Regions from separate parts of the Mus musculus genome. Here all the other regions are linked to region 1. Evidence: chromatin contacts called from public promoter capture Hi-C data. All regions are on one chromosome and are shown on one strand. Each heading gives the region's core, a stretch centred on a gene start, on an enhancer-like site or on the middle of the called end of the contact. The rest is flanking DNA. Distances are from core to core; before and after follow the strand shown.

What was found. Promoter capture Hi-C pulls out the DNA fragments that hold promoters and counts their contacts. Capture Hi-C pulls out chosen DNA fragments and counts their contacts.
Region 2: a contact with region 1 is called in a promoter capture Hi-C map of liver, with 4 times the contacts expected there. The contact joins the promoter of Zfp267 here to the promoter of Ttc14 in region 1. A contact is called at or near these places in 2 of 115 datasets of contacts at active chromatin or transcription factors (astrocytes and large pre-B cells) and 2 of 9 other capture datasets (adipose tissue and liver).
Region 3: a promoter capture Hi-C map of adipose tissue shows a contact between it and region 1, with 2.9 times the contacts expected there. The contact joins the promoter of Acad9 here to the promoter of Ttc14 in region 1. A contact is called at or near these places in 1 of 484 Hi-C or Micro-C datasets (CD4 T cells), 1 of 115 datasets of contacts at active chromatin or transcription factors (astrocytes) and 2 of 9 other capture datasets (adipose tissue and liver).
Region 4: a promoter capture Hi-C map of pre-B cells shows a contact between it and region 1, with 8 times the contacts expected there. The contact joins the promoter of Mccc1 here to the promoter of Ttc14 in region 1. A contact is called at or near these places in 8 of 39 promoter capture datasets (the 3T3-L1 cell line, the C10 cell line, cranial neural crest and 4 more), 3 of 484 Hi-C or Micro-C datasets (CD4 T cells, muscle stem cells and pre-B cells), 1 of 115 datasets of contacts at active chromatin or transcription factors (astrocytes) and 2 of 9 other capture datasets (adipose tissue and liver).
Region 5: a contact with region 1 is called in a promoter capture Hi-C map of pre-B cells, with 10 times the contacts expected there. The contact joins the promoter of Dcun1d1 here to the promoter of Ttc14 in region 1. A contact is called at or near these places in 8 of 39 promoter capture datasets (the 3T3-L1 cell line, cranial neural crest, embryonic stem cells and 4 more), 1 of 484 Hi-C or Micro-C datasets (CD4 T cells), 3 of 115 datasets of contacts at active chromatin or transcription factors (astrocytes, large pre-B cells and memory CD8 T cells) and 2 of 9 other capture datasets (adipose tissue and liver).

Annotation. Positions count from the first base shown.
Region 1 is chr3:33,798,916-33,801,460 of GRCm38.p6, forward strand. Ttc14 (tetratricopeptide repeat domain 14) reads left to right here and starts at 1,268. Exons shown (of 12, transcript NM_027619.4): 1 at 1,268-1,521; 2 at 2,041-2,165; 3 at 2,276-2,475. The coding sequence starts at 1,364.
Region 2 is chr3:36,149,814-36,152,358 of GRCm38.p6, forward strand. It overlaps Zfp267 (zinc finger protein 267), which reads left to right and starts at 1,267. Exons shown (of 4, transcript NM_001101478.1): 1 at 1,267-1,382. The coding sequence starts at 1,380.
Region 3 is chr3:36,064,699-36,067,243 of GRCm38.p6, forward strand. It overlaps Acad9 (acyl-Coenzyme A dehydrogenase family, member 9), which reads left to right and starts at 1,281. Exons shown (of 18, transcript NM_172678.4): 1 at 1,281-1,572. The coding sequence starts at 1,411.
Region 4 is chr3:35,999,412-36,001,956 of GRCm38.p6, forward strand. It overlaps Mccc1 (methylcrotonoyl-Coenzyme A carboxylase 1 (alpha)), which reads right to left and starts at 1,267. Exons shown (of 19, transcript NM_023644.4): 1 at 1,070-1,267. The coding sequence starts at 1,146. It overlaps Mccc1os (methylcrotonoyl-Coenzyme A carboxylase 1 (alpha), opposite strand), which reads left to right and starts at 502. Exons shown (of 3, transcript NR_029456.1): 1 at 502-1,300.
Region 5 is chr3:35,931,692-35,934,236 of GRCm38.p6, forward strand. It overlaps Dcun1d1 (DCN1, defective in cullin neddylation 1, domain containing 1 (S. cerevisiae)), which reads right to left and starts at 1,275. Exons shown (of 7, transcript NM_001205361.1): 1 at 1,094-1,275. The coding sequence starts at 1,096. Gm15952 (a long non-coding RNA gene) reads left to right here and starts at 1,387. Exons shown (of 4, transcript XR_880768.3): 1 at 1,387-1,476.

The DNA of each region.
Region 1 (2,545 bases), core at 18-2,517:
GAGACAGGGTTTCTCCGTGTAGCCCTGGCTATCCTGGAACTCACTCTGTAGACCAGGCTGGCCTGGAACTCAGAAATCCACCTGCCTCTGCCTCCCAAGTGCTGGGATTAAAGGCGTGCACCACCACGCCCGGCTTATGTGTTTACTTTTAAGATGAAATTTGAAATCACAGTAAAAGTAGGGTTAGAAACCAAGCAGTGAAAATCTGTTTGGAATATTCTGCTTTCTTCATTTCCTTCACCATTTTCGTACCCTGTACCACCCCCTCCCAACAGTTCATTAAACTATTCATATTTCTTTAAAGTTTCTTGGAGAGTTTTTAAGTTAAAAAAAATGTAGGTGGGGTTGTAGCTCAGTGGTAGAGAGAATCCTTGGCTAGCATGCTGAAAACCCAAGCACTAACCAACTCCCTCACTTTCCATTGTACCCCCTCTGGTCTGGTCAACTATCCAGTGTCCTGTCCCTTTCAAAAATCACGTATTTGTCACGAAAGAAAATGAATTCGAAACCCCTGTAACTGGAAAACAAACAAACAAACAAAACAAACAAAAAAACAAACAAAAAACAAACAAACAAACAAAAGCCCTGATGGTATGGGTGTGGTGCCCAGGTGTAGAACAAAGTTGTGTGGGGTTATGGGTTACACTCGGTGTAGAGCTAGCACTGAAGTGTAGCCAGCAAACGCTGGCCAGTTTTAAGTAAGCCACCTAAAGCACTCGGTACCAGTGTGTACCAGGCAGCCCACAGATATCACCCTAGTAGTAGGCAGCTTATCCTAAAACTCCTACAAAGCCACGCCAGAACAGAGCATGCGCGCTGCGCTTTAAAGCTCTCCGGGCTGGTGACAGCCACATCCCTCTAAAAGGCAGCGAGAAACAAGGTGGACACGCCTCCAGCCGCCGCCAAGTCAACTGTAGGTCCTTGTCTGTCTGCCCCACGTCGGTCTAGCAGGCAGCTTTCCTGCGACCGCCACCTTGAGGCAATCCTGAGGGGACGCGGGCGCCGCCCCGGGCAGACAGGACTGAGGAAACTTCCTCCGCGGCCGCCCAGCCACCCTTGCACCGCTGAACTCGGCAGCACCCGGTGAAAAAGAGACCGGAGCTCTGGCCTTGGCGACCTAGGAACCACACAGCCCGACGTACGTGCTAAGCTCAGGCGTCCCCACACGTCACACCTCCAGCCTTACTCCGCCCTCGGCGCCAGACCCGCTTCGCGCTTCCTGCGGGTTCCCGTAGTCCCGCCAGGTCTCGCGAGACTGAGGCAGCTCGCCGCCGCGAGCGCTTCCGGGAGGTTAGCGCGTCCGGGCAGCTTCCCTCGGCTTGCGGGAGCGCGGGCTCGGACGCCGGAGCCTGGCGGGCTCGCCATGGACCGCGACTTGCTGCGGCAGTCGCTGGGCTGCCACGGCCCGGCCCTGCTGTCGCTGCTGCGGAGTGAACAGCAGGACAACCCGCACTTCCGGAGCCTGCTGGGCACGGCGGCCGAGCCAGCCCGCGGCGCGGCGCCTCCTCCGGGAGCCGGCAGGTATCGGGGCCGTGACCCGGGCCGGGGCGCGGGGCGGACAGGAGGGACCGAGCCCCGGGGTGTGTGACCAGGCACTGGCTCCGGGCTGAATGGCCGGGATGCGCCTTCCGAGCCGCCGCCAAAGCTTCCCTGCTCCCGTTTCCAGAGAGAACGGGCTTAAAACTTCTTCCGGAACTCAGTGGGTAAAGTCACTTTCCATCGAGCGGCCTGACCTGACCGATTCCCAGGCTTCGCAAGGGTAGGCGAGAACCAATCCCAGCCTTGTCCTATGATCCCCCAGTTGCACACGGTGGCACATGGACGCCACATCACAGCACTAAATAAATGCATACTGAAAAGCTAAAATAAATAAAACTTCCCCTGGAGACACTAAGCAGGGTTGGGTGATGAAAACTGCCGTACACGAGTTTGGATGTATGAGAGCGTGGATCAGTGAAAAAAAAAAAAAAAAATATATATATATATATATATATATATATATATATATATGTACATGTATATAGTCACCTTTCTTTTAAGGAAAGAGAAGAGAGTTGACAACATTGAAATACAAAAATTCATCTCTAAAAAAGCGGATCTGCTTTTTGCACTGTCTTGGAAATCAGACGCATCTCCACCCTCTGAAGTGCATGACGACAATGACAGTAAGTTTAGTCTGAGAAGCTTTTCAAGATTTACTGGTTAGTTTAAAGCATTTTATCAAAGGAGAAGGAAGTCAGAATGATCGTGGTGATTTGGTTTTATTTTATTCCAGATCTTTATGCGGTCATGCCACCCTTAGAGCAGTTCATGGAGATGCCAAGCATGGACCGGAGAGAGCTCTTCTTCCGAGATATTGAACGTGGTGATATAGTGATTGGAAGAATTAGCTCTATTCGGGAGTTTGGTTTTTTCATGGTGTTGATCTGTTTAGGAAGTGGCATCGTGAGAGATATTTCGCACTTAGAAATCACAGTAAGTCACTCTACACTCATCCCATGCAAAAATTATGTGCTTATCCAAGTCTGTTTACATTTACCTGGTA
Region 2 (2,545 bases), core at 17-2,516, 2.4 Mb after region 1:
GGGACCTAAAAGAAATATTGGCAGGAAACTGTGTTGCTTCACTTCTGACATAAATGGGAGAGATTCTCAGGTTCCCCTCACTTTCTTGAGGTCAGGAAAATTATAGCTCTCAGAAGAGGACTGTGACAGACGTGACCTGAAACCTGCTGAAGACCCGAATTTGGATGATTTAGTATAGTAACATATATATATATATATATATATATATATATATATATATATATATATATATATACACACACACACACACACACACACACATATATGTGTGTGTATACATATGTGTGCATGTATGTATATGTGTATATGTATGTATGTATGTATGTATACATATATGTATATGTGTGTGTGTGTGTGTGTGTAACCAATTCCACATATGATGATATGTTTGGATATACTGGGTTTTATTACAATCACTGTTTTAACTTTAATATGAACAGTAGAAAATTTTAAATTAAGTAAGTGTCTTAGTCAGGGTTTCTATTCCTGCACAAACATCATGACCAAGAAGCAAGTTGGGGAGGAAAGGGTTTATTAGGCTTACACTTCCATACTGCTGTTCATCATCAAAGGAAGTCAGGACTGGAACTCAAGCAGGTCAGGGAGCAGGAGCTGATGCAGAGGCCATGGAGGGATGTTCTTTACTGGCATGCTTTGCTAGCTTGCTCAGCTTGCTTTCTTATAGAACCCAAGACTACCAGCCCAGAGATGGTCCCACCTACAAGGGGCCTTTCCCCCTTGATCACTAATTGAGAAAATGCCTTACAGTTGGATCTCATGGAGGCATTTCCTCAACTGAAGCTCCTTTCTCTATTGTAACCCCAACTGTGTCAAGTTGACACAAAACTAGCCAGTACAGTAACACTTGAGTATTACTCCCCCTTTCTATATTCAATATTGCTGATTCAGGAGATTTTTTTCCCCTTTTAAAATTTGAAATTCAAGGACAGAGCTCAGGGGGAAATGGTGCCAAAGCTCTTCTCTATTGCGAATAATATACATATATATGATTCATAAATTGGTCTGACTTTATATACAATAGTAAATGGGAATGATTCCTCTAGGGTCAGCTTTACTACAACTGTACCAAAAACTTGTCATTTCAGCCCATAGGGTAGTGCTGGGGCCTGATGGGGCGGGACCGGAAAGTCATCCAATCAGCAGCACGATGGTGAGAACTTCGAATCAGACGTTTAGACAGGGTAGAGGGGGCGGGCCTTCATGCTGTGTTTCTGAAGTCCAGGATCTTGGAATCCTCCTCAGGCTGGGTCTCTTCCGGTGTAGACTGTAGCTCAGCCCTGCGGCATCCGTTTGCCCTGCGTCTGTAGGGTGCCGGGCCATCCACCGGGAGGACGCGGACTCCGCGTAGTCAAGCCACAATGGTGAGTGTGCATGGTGTCCTGAGACTGGAGGGAGGCTGTGTAGAGCCGGTGGGAATCGGCTGCGGCCAGTGCTCGATGTGGGAGGACGGTGAGCACTGCTGAAGCCTGCTGGTGAGTGTGTGCGTGGCGCGGCGAGGCTGGAGGGCTGCGGGGAGCCGAGGGGGAGCCGGCGACTGCATGGGGGGCGACGGCGGCCCCGCCTTCCTGCGGCCGGCCCTTGGGATCGGCCGGCTTGAGGTCCCCCTTGGTGGGCCATGCGTCACCGCGCAGCCTGAGCTGGAGATCCCCGGTACCCGGCCGCGCCCCCGAGCTAGCCGGTGCAGTGAAGGCCCAGGGTCAGACCCTGCTGCCCTGGAGTCCTCAGAGGCTCCAGCCTAGTAGCCCGGATTGTGCGGCGATAACCTGCAAGCGTAGGGCTCCCGCAGGGAAAGTGTTCAGTGAGGTGTCCTGTCCCTCCTCCCGAGCAGTCTAGATAAACGCGAAGCAGAATCTCCTATCCAGATGACTGCTCTTCCCCTGTCCTCGCTTCTCCTCTGGTTGGAGGAAGATTCCTAAATTTCCATCTCCTGACCGCATTCCCAAATGCCCATTTAAAAAATAATATTAACACCCATTTCCCACGCAGCATTTCAAATAGACATACATTTTGCTTGATTGGTTTTTTTCCCCACTCCACACACTGGGCGACATTTTAAAAAGGATTTACCCTATGGATATTTAACATAAAATCACTTGATTTTTTATTAAAACACACACACACAATGCCTCTCATTTTGTCATCCTTAGACACAGGAACCCCAATCAGAATGCTTTGGGGTTGTACTTGCCTTTTGGAGATTTTCCATAGTGATGGGTCTATCTTCATCTGACTCTACTTGGCCCTTTCCTTGCCCGGGTTTCAGAGATGCCAACACCAGCTGCCTTGTCTCCAGTGTCTAGGAGCATCCAATGATGTCAGTGTCTGGGCTGATCGTCCCAGCAGCCTGGGGTGTGAGGCTAGACCGCATTGGGACGCTGCTGGATGTCTTGGTGTTCTCCCATCTGAAACGCACTTGAGCTATCTCAGCCTTTTGATCAATATTCTGCCAGTTGTACTTAGCATGCAGGAGGCCTTCTGGTTGCTTAATTAAATCCTTGCTGCAAGTTTGTAAGAATGAATCCAG
Region 3 (2,545 bases), core at 31-2,530, 2.3 Mb after region 1:
ACCTGGGAAAGTCCCTAAACATATTAACCTTGCTTTTTGGCTTCTGTAGTTTCACTTCTCGCTAACTGTTCTTACTTGCTTTTTGTGCATAAAAGGAAAAGAATAGTGAGGCTCTGGGCTACATAGTTTGGGAAGTTCCTTATGCAGTCCCCAGTGGGGCATAAATGCTTTCTATTGGTGTTAAAACTGCATGTATTTTCTGAAGGAGTCATCTTGTAACAGTTGATGCCACACTGGTTCCCTCAGGACAACCTGCCTAGAAATAAAGACAACAGACATATGAATAAACCCTGATGTGAGAGCTGGACCAGTTGGACCAGGCCCTGCCTTGGCTTACTTCCTCAACATAAGATTCATTTTAAAAAAAACAAACAAGGGCTGGAAAGATGGCTCAGCGGTTAAGAGCATTGACTGCTCTTCCAGAGGCCTTGAGTTCAATTCTCAGCAACCACATGGTGGCTCACAACCATCTGTAATGGGATTCATTGCCCTCTTCTGGTGTGTCTGTAGACAGCAATGGTATACTCACATACATAAAATAAATAAATCATAAAAAGAAACAAACAAACAAACATGGTGTTTATAGTTTCATAGGGTAGGTCACCGAGCCAAGGGAAATGCCTTGCCCTGGGAGTGGTGAAGAAAGCAAGTGTCTGAAGACTGTGGCCAATAGGGGCCAGACTAGGGGGGTGCACAACACAGGGAGTGGTAGATTCAAGAAAGGAGGAAACAGCATGCTCTTAGTGCTTCATGCAGTCTCCCATACAAAATGATACCACGCCACTCACATATTTAAGAGAATTAGGCAGAAGTGGGTTAGTAAAATAGGTCCCTTGTCATTTTGTTATACCCATTTAGCAATATTCTAAGTCCTACATTAAGTGAGATGAGAATAACAAAAGTTGTACTTCTAGGTTTATTTGATGAAATCTAATCTGCTCTTTAGAGGATGTGCTGAGAATAGCACACAGGCACAAGAGCTGTGTTTGGGAGCCTGGGTGGTAGTTTTGCAGCTTGACTTTTGAGTATTTTCGTTTTCTTACTGGCAAAAGTATAACAAGAAAGAACACACACACACACACACACACACACACACACACACACACACACACACACTTACTTCCTAGCCTGTTCGGATGAATTTTAAAAAACTACAATTTCTAAATTACATACTCAGACATTACATACAGCAATGCTTGGCGTAGGAGACATTTATTAAACATATTCTGGAACGACCTGTCCAATAGCCTCGCTCAAGGCGGCGCAGCCCTTGCGTCATCAGGAAGTGCGAGCTAGCTTCCGGTTGCAGCGGTGCAGGGTGAGACTTTGGATGCCCGGACGCGGGTGATTGGCGTCATTGGGAGGAGCGGCGGGGCTTCCAGCGACTTGAAGTCTGAAGTCAGGAGCAGCATGTCTGGCTGTGTGCTGCTCTCGCGTGGGGCGACTGCGGCGGCGGCTGCGGCGCGAGCTTCCCGGGTGCTGAGGGAATTCACGGCGAGGCGCCGCCCGCTGCACACCAGCCTGCAGAGCTGCTCGTTCGCCAAGGAGCTCTTCCTGGGCAACATCGAGCAGGTAGGAGGCGAGGCCGGACTGCCCGTGTCCTCTGCTCCCACCTTTCATTCTGGCCAGAGTTGCATGGAACGTTATCCGAGCCCGTAGAAGCCAAACATCCGAGAGGCTGGGCTCGGCGATGTGGCTTAAGTCGTGTCACAGTGGTTTTTGTTTTGGGGCAGGGTCTCATTCAGTAGTAGCCCAGGCTGTCTTTGGACTCGCTCTGTAGCTAGGCATGCCTTGAATACGTGGTCCTCTTGCCTCGGTCCTCAGAGTTGCCCATCCAGCTATTTCTTGTCTTGGAAGTTTGTCTCGTATTGTCTGACTTTATTAAAGTAGAAGTCAACACTTGGGCTGAGTGGCTGCCCTGGTGCAACGTTCAAAGCTAGAACTTTGAAGTGTGGGGACCCTTTTGCCCACATTCTGGCGCAGAGGGTGCCGAGGGACTTGGATTCTTGTGCTTTTCCAAGGCAGGAGGAAGAGCGCAGCCATCATGTATCCCCTTCAGTCTTTAAATCTACCCTTCATCACCCGTGAGCTTTGCTGCCAGTTTTCCATTTCTGTATTTAGTGAGAGTCCCAGTGGTCAGCTCTCCTCCAGATGGTATCTACTTTCTATACTGTTGTGAGCTGTATACCCCTAGCAAAGGCTGGCCTGGTGATTAGAACTCAGCTTTCTCACTATTCAAGGATAATTCTGCATCTTGGACCTGTGCCCTCAGGCTTTGGCCCAGTGGCCAGTGGTTTTCTCCACATTGCTCACTTCTCATTCCCATTCCTACCCCACCCACCATTAGTAACTAATGCAGATATGTACTTAATGTTTGTTCTGAATGCATGTTAGGCCTCAGGTTTCTGAAAAAAAAATTCTTTTCTTTGTATCTCTTTTGTTAGTTCCTTGGTTTCTCAACCTGTAGACCTTGGCCAGTGTCTCTGGTAGCCCAGTTGAAGTCAGAGGCAGTGTCGTTGTTGTTTGTGTTGTTTTGTTCTTCTTC
Region 4 (2,545 bases), core at 17-2,516, 2.2 Mb after region 1:
GCCTGCCAGGAGATAATTCACCAATTAAGACAGCCGCTATTCTCATGGGTAGAGTCTGACTAATCAAATTCTTTTCTCTGAGGTATTAGAGGAATCATGGCTGGTAAAAAGAAAGAAAAAAGAAAAGGTAAAATTCTCATGCTGGTAAGAGTTTTAATTTTAAAAACTATTAGCAGGATGACAGCTATAACTAAGCCTTGAGAGGAGAATGACTCTGTGGTATTCTTGGGAACCTAAGGAAATTCACAGGAAGAAAAACAGCACTAATACAACTTTCACCATCTTTCTTATTTAAAATATAGGGTGAAGACCTACATTTTAGTATTCACCGAAAATCCAGGGCATCGACCACTGTTTGTTGAATGGACCATGATGTGTTTAAATTTTTATCCACGTGTTGATTTGGACATACGAGGGGGTTAGTATCGTCTTTATATTACCTCTGCTAGATACAAGTATCATCACCTCCAAGCAGAAGAAACTGAAGCACGGATATTAGGTAACTCGACCAAGGTCACAGGTAAGCTGGGAACCCAACCTTCTGCAGGCAGTTCTTGCCCTTGGGCCAGTACGTTTTTCAGAATGCGAGGAGGTGATGATTATGGTGAAGTAATCTATCTACATGACTTGGGGTTTTCACTGTTGTCAAAGCGTGGAGCTTCGTTTCCAAAAGGATCCGGGGTAGTCATCTGCCAGCTTTGTTCAAACTTGTGAACAAGAGCGTTCGACAAAACTCACCCCTCATTAATTTGACTCTTCCCAGCAATGGGAAAGGTCTCTAGAAATCCTTCTCTGAACTGCACTCAAAATGAGGGAGCTAAGCTGAAAGCGACTTTGGGAAAGGGGTCCTGGTGCAAGCCTCTAGCTACGTATGCCATCTTCGGTTGCAGCACCGTGCGGGGTGCCCAGATCAGAAACCAGCCAAGGTGGCAGAGTCTGTAGGAAGAGCCAAAGACTGAAGTGGGACAGCGCCTACCAAAACTACACACAGGCACTTAAAGGGCTGCTCTCACGTGACCCAGCGCCTCGCATCCGGGCCGCGCACGGACCGGCAGTACCCCTGAGTCACCTCGGCTGCAGCAGCAGGATCGGGACCCGTCGCAACTGGTTCCTGTCCACCGCAGCCAACAACGCCGCCGCCGCCATCTCCGCGCTGTTCTGCTGGATTCCAAAAGCTGCTTGGCTTATTCTTGAAAGCGTCCCTCCCTGCGCAAGCTTCTTGTCCCCGATCCGCCACCGTAGCTCCGAAGAGCAAGTAGGCGTCTCCGCAAGAGCCAATCACAAAACTGGGTGTTTCAAGGTACCGATTGGCTGATTGGACCATGTGCCTGGGGGGTGGGGAGTGAACTGTGAGGGGCTGGGCTCCATCTGGAGGGGCGGGGCCAGGTTTTTTTTTTTTTCTTTTTTTTTTTTTTTAGCACAGAGCATGAGAGGAAAATGCACAGCCCCTCAAACCACCACTCAAGCAAAATGCAAGCTTTCTCACTAAACATCAGGAAAAAGGGGCAGTGGAAACTGCGTGGCAGGAAACAAAGACACAGTAAAAGCTATGTGTAGGTATTTGATACAGCTGAGGCAGAGCTCATATGGGGGAGAAAAACACAGTAAGTGAAACAGCCAATCGAAGGGTTATAAGTGCAAAAACTAAATGGGACGTAGTGGCGCATATTTGCAATCCCAGAAGCTGAAGCAGAAGGATTGTAGTAAGTGACAGGATTGACTAGACAGTGAGTCCCAGGCCAGCCTGAGCAATACGTTGAGGCTGTCCCTCAAAAACCAAAATAAATAAGATATGAAAAACAAACATAAATGCAGAAGGAAAACAAATGTAAAGAGGAATAAATTAGTGAAATCAGAAAACTAACACCAAAGGACAAATAAATCCAGGAACTAAGAAAATAATTAGAAATAAGGGGACACAAGTGGAAGCAGGAACATCAGGAGTTCAAGCCCATCCTAACCTGCAGACCAAGTTCGAGACCAGTCTGGGCTAGTAGTCCTGCACCTGTCTTTAAAATCTAAGATGTTTTCTTGAAAGATTCGAACTTTTAGAAAGTCTGGATACAAATTGGCTTGCTTGTGTATTTTCGAGAAGGTTCCTACTTATCTGGCCCATTGGCCAGCAAAAGAGAACCCATCCCTCTGGAGTTCACCAGAAATGAATTCCTTCCTTCAGGAAGGATATCTTATATTGAGTAAGTTTAGACTTTTATCGGTAGAGTCATCACATAGTTTCAAAACGTCCCTGGGAGTACTTGCCACTGGCTTTGTTTGTGTGGCTGGATATCTTTTTTTCCTACAGAGTTATAAGAACTCTAGTTATAGAGGTTAATATTTCCTCAGGTTTTCATTTAGTTGTTTACTTTTACGCTGTTTCAGGTGTGAAGAGTTCCATATTAAAAAAAAAAAAAAAAAAAAAAAACCACACACTGTTTTCTGGGCGTGGGGAGAAATTGTTTTCATCTTGTACTTAAAATGAATGTAAGATATATATTTAAAACAGCAAAAAAGTGAACATGGCCTCCAAATAAGCAAGAAATAAAGA
Region 5 (2,545 bases), core at 25-2,524, 2.1 Mb after region 1:
AGAGACGCGCACTCTATTATTTTAGCCTGCTGAAAGCACCCCAGTAAGAGAGTGGAAACTCTTGGGGGTTCAGGAGTAATATCCAAGGCCTGTTCAAATAATTAAAGGAGAACCTGCAAACTCTCTCTTGGGTCTCTGAACTTTTACTGTACTCTCAATCCAAACACTAACCGGAACTTCCTTACAAATATAAAGTTTTACGAACGTAAGCACAGAAGAGAAATCTTGACTCTGTTGGGACCTAAACACATAATCAACACATGACACCAAGGCTGGGGCCATATAAGTGTCACTGAGCGAAAATCAACCCCCCACGACTCAAGACTGGGCATACACCCTCCCCAAAGAAGCCTTTCAGCTCTCCGGAGCGAAGGACCTCATCACTTTTACTCTTCTCCCAGCAGCCAGCCGGGAACTTCAACAAGGTGTGACTGTATACTTCCAAACTGAAAAGCAGTGACCAGCAGCGCCAGGTACTTAATGACAAAGGACTCAGCTCACCACAGCGTCTTCCAGCTTCCGTGACTTTTTCTCACCCAAACAAAAACCAGGAGAGGAGCAACTTGACAAACTGTTTCTTAAGAATCACAAATGGTCCCTAACTGCTATAATAAAGCAATTACTCCTCCCACCCCAAGCACATAGAGCAGGCGCTCGGAAGGCAGCAGGTCTCGGGTCCCCCGGCTGCACTTCCGTCCGCAGCCCGGAGCCTCCCAGTCCCCTCGCAGGGACCGAGCCTCAGCCGAGCCGCCCCAACTCCCGGGCGCCTGGCGCCTGGCGCCAGCGCGGACCAGCAAGGCCGACGCCGGCTCGCCAGGGCCGCCAGCACCGAGGGGCCCGGCCGGGACCAGGCAGCGCCAGGCCCGCTGCCCAGGCGCCGCCTGGCCGCACAATGGGGCGCGGGCCGTCCCCCAACGCCTCCGCGCCCGGCCCCGCTCCGGCGACTAGGCCCCGCCGCGCTCCGCTGCCGGGCCCTCGCGTAGCGGCGGCGCCGGGGAGGGACGGGCCGAGCTGGGCGCCGGCTGAGCAGCGGTAGCGGAGCGCGGCGGGGCCGGGGGCCCGGGCCGGGCGGCACGGCGCCGCGGTTCCTCACCATGTTGGTGTCCTCCGGACCTCTCCCCTCCTCCTCCGGCTCCGCAGCGAATGGACGGCGGCGGCGGCGGCGGCGCCTCTCACGGGCTCGCCGGGCTCCCGCTCATGCGCAGTGCGGCGGCCCGCGGAGCGGCCGGGCCGCGGGAGGCGGAGGGCGCGGGCCCCGGGGTGGGCGGCCTGGCCTGCCGGCATCCGTGGCACGAGCGGCCGGGCGACCCGGCAGCCCGGGCTGCGGACACACGCTGAGACCCGCGCGGCGGGCGGCCGCGGGCACAGTGAGGACGAAGCGCCGGGGCCCTGCCTGCGCCCCCACTCAGGGCGCCCTCGTCACGGCCGCGTCCTGTCCTCCGTGCGCTCCTAATAGCTCCACGTCAGAGTTCCCAGGTAAGTTTTTGGAAGAATCCGGGAGACTATTGCGCCTAGAGCCACTGTCATGCCTGGTGGACGGGCCAAGCTTGACCTAGCCTGCCTGCTGAGCTGTGGGCCAGAAGACAAGTGTGTGCTGCAAGGAGAAGGAAATACAGTACTCCCTGCAGAGAGAGGAAATAAAACAAAGGTACGGCACATAGAAAAAGCTGTCCAAGATTGCCCAGGTTTATATATGTCATCCGCATCTTCATCACCAAACGTGGGTCTCCCTTTACCACCGGCAAATACCACCAGATCACCCCTAGAAGCTAACAATCTTAAAGTTTCTGTTAAAACAACTGTTGTCACTCCTCCTCGGAGCTTCCTGCTACTGCTTAGAACTAGCCACGTGGTGGGGGCTCCCAGAGCCCTGCAGAGGCAGATCTTTGGCACTGCAGACCTGTTGTCACCCATTCATTCTTTACACCATCAATGCGAGTGTGTGTGTGTACGCGCGCGCGCGTGTGCGTGTGTGTGCGCTGATGTGGCATCTTCTCGCCAGGCCCTAAGAAAATACCAAGTAGCAAGGGTGAAACTAGATCACACTTGTGGTTATTCTCTAGGAACTCAGCCTAGCAACTTAAAATATTAACGAAGAGGACTCAGTCTCTTGCTACACTTCATTAGACTATTGCAACAATAGCTTGTAGGTTTTCTTAAAGCTCTTTTTTTCCTAAGTGCCAACTCCAAGGGGTGATTCTTAGTTCCACTTGACCTCTTTCTCTCCTGAATTTGAACACGTCCTCCTAGAATTCCCATAATTTTTCATGACTTGATTTATTTATAGTCTCCCCTTCACTTACCATTCTTCTTTGCTAGCTAACTCTGGCTTTTCAGTGGTGGGCTTTCCAGAACCATCCCTGAATCTCTTCATATATTCCTTTTTCCTAGACCCTGCCCATATCCCAGTGAGTCCAAAATCTTATCTAAAGCTCGGCAGCGGCATGCCCTAAGCACAAATTCTGCTCATCCCACAGACCCCCCCAAAGCTCTACAAAGCCAAAATCTTATCCCTAAACCTGCATTCCCCTGCTTTTTCATCACA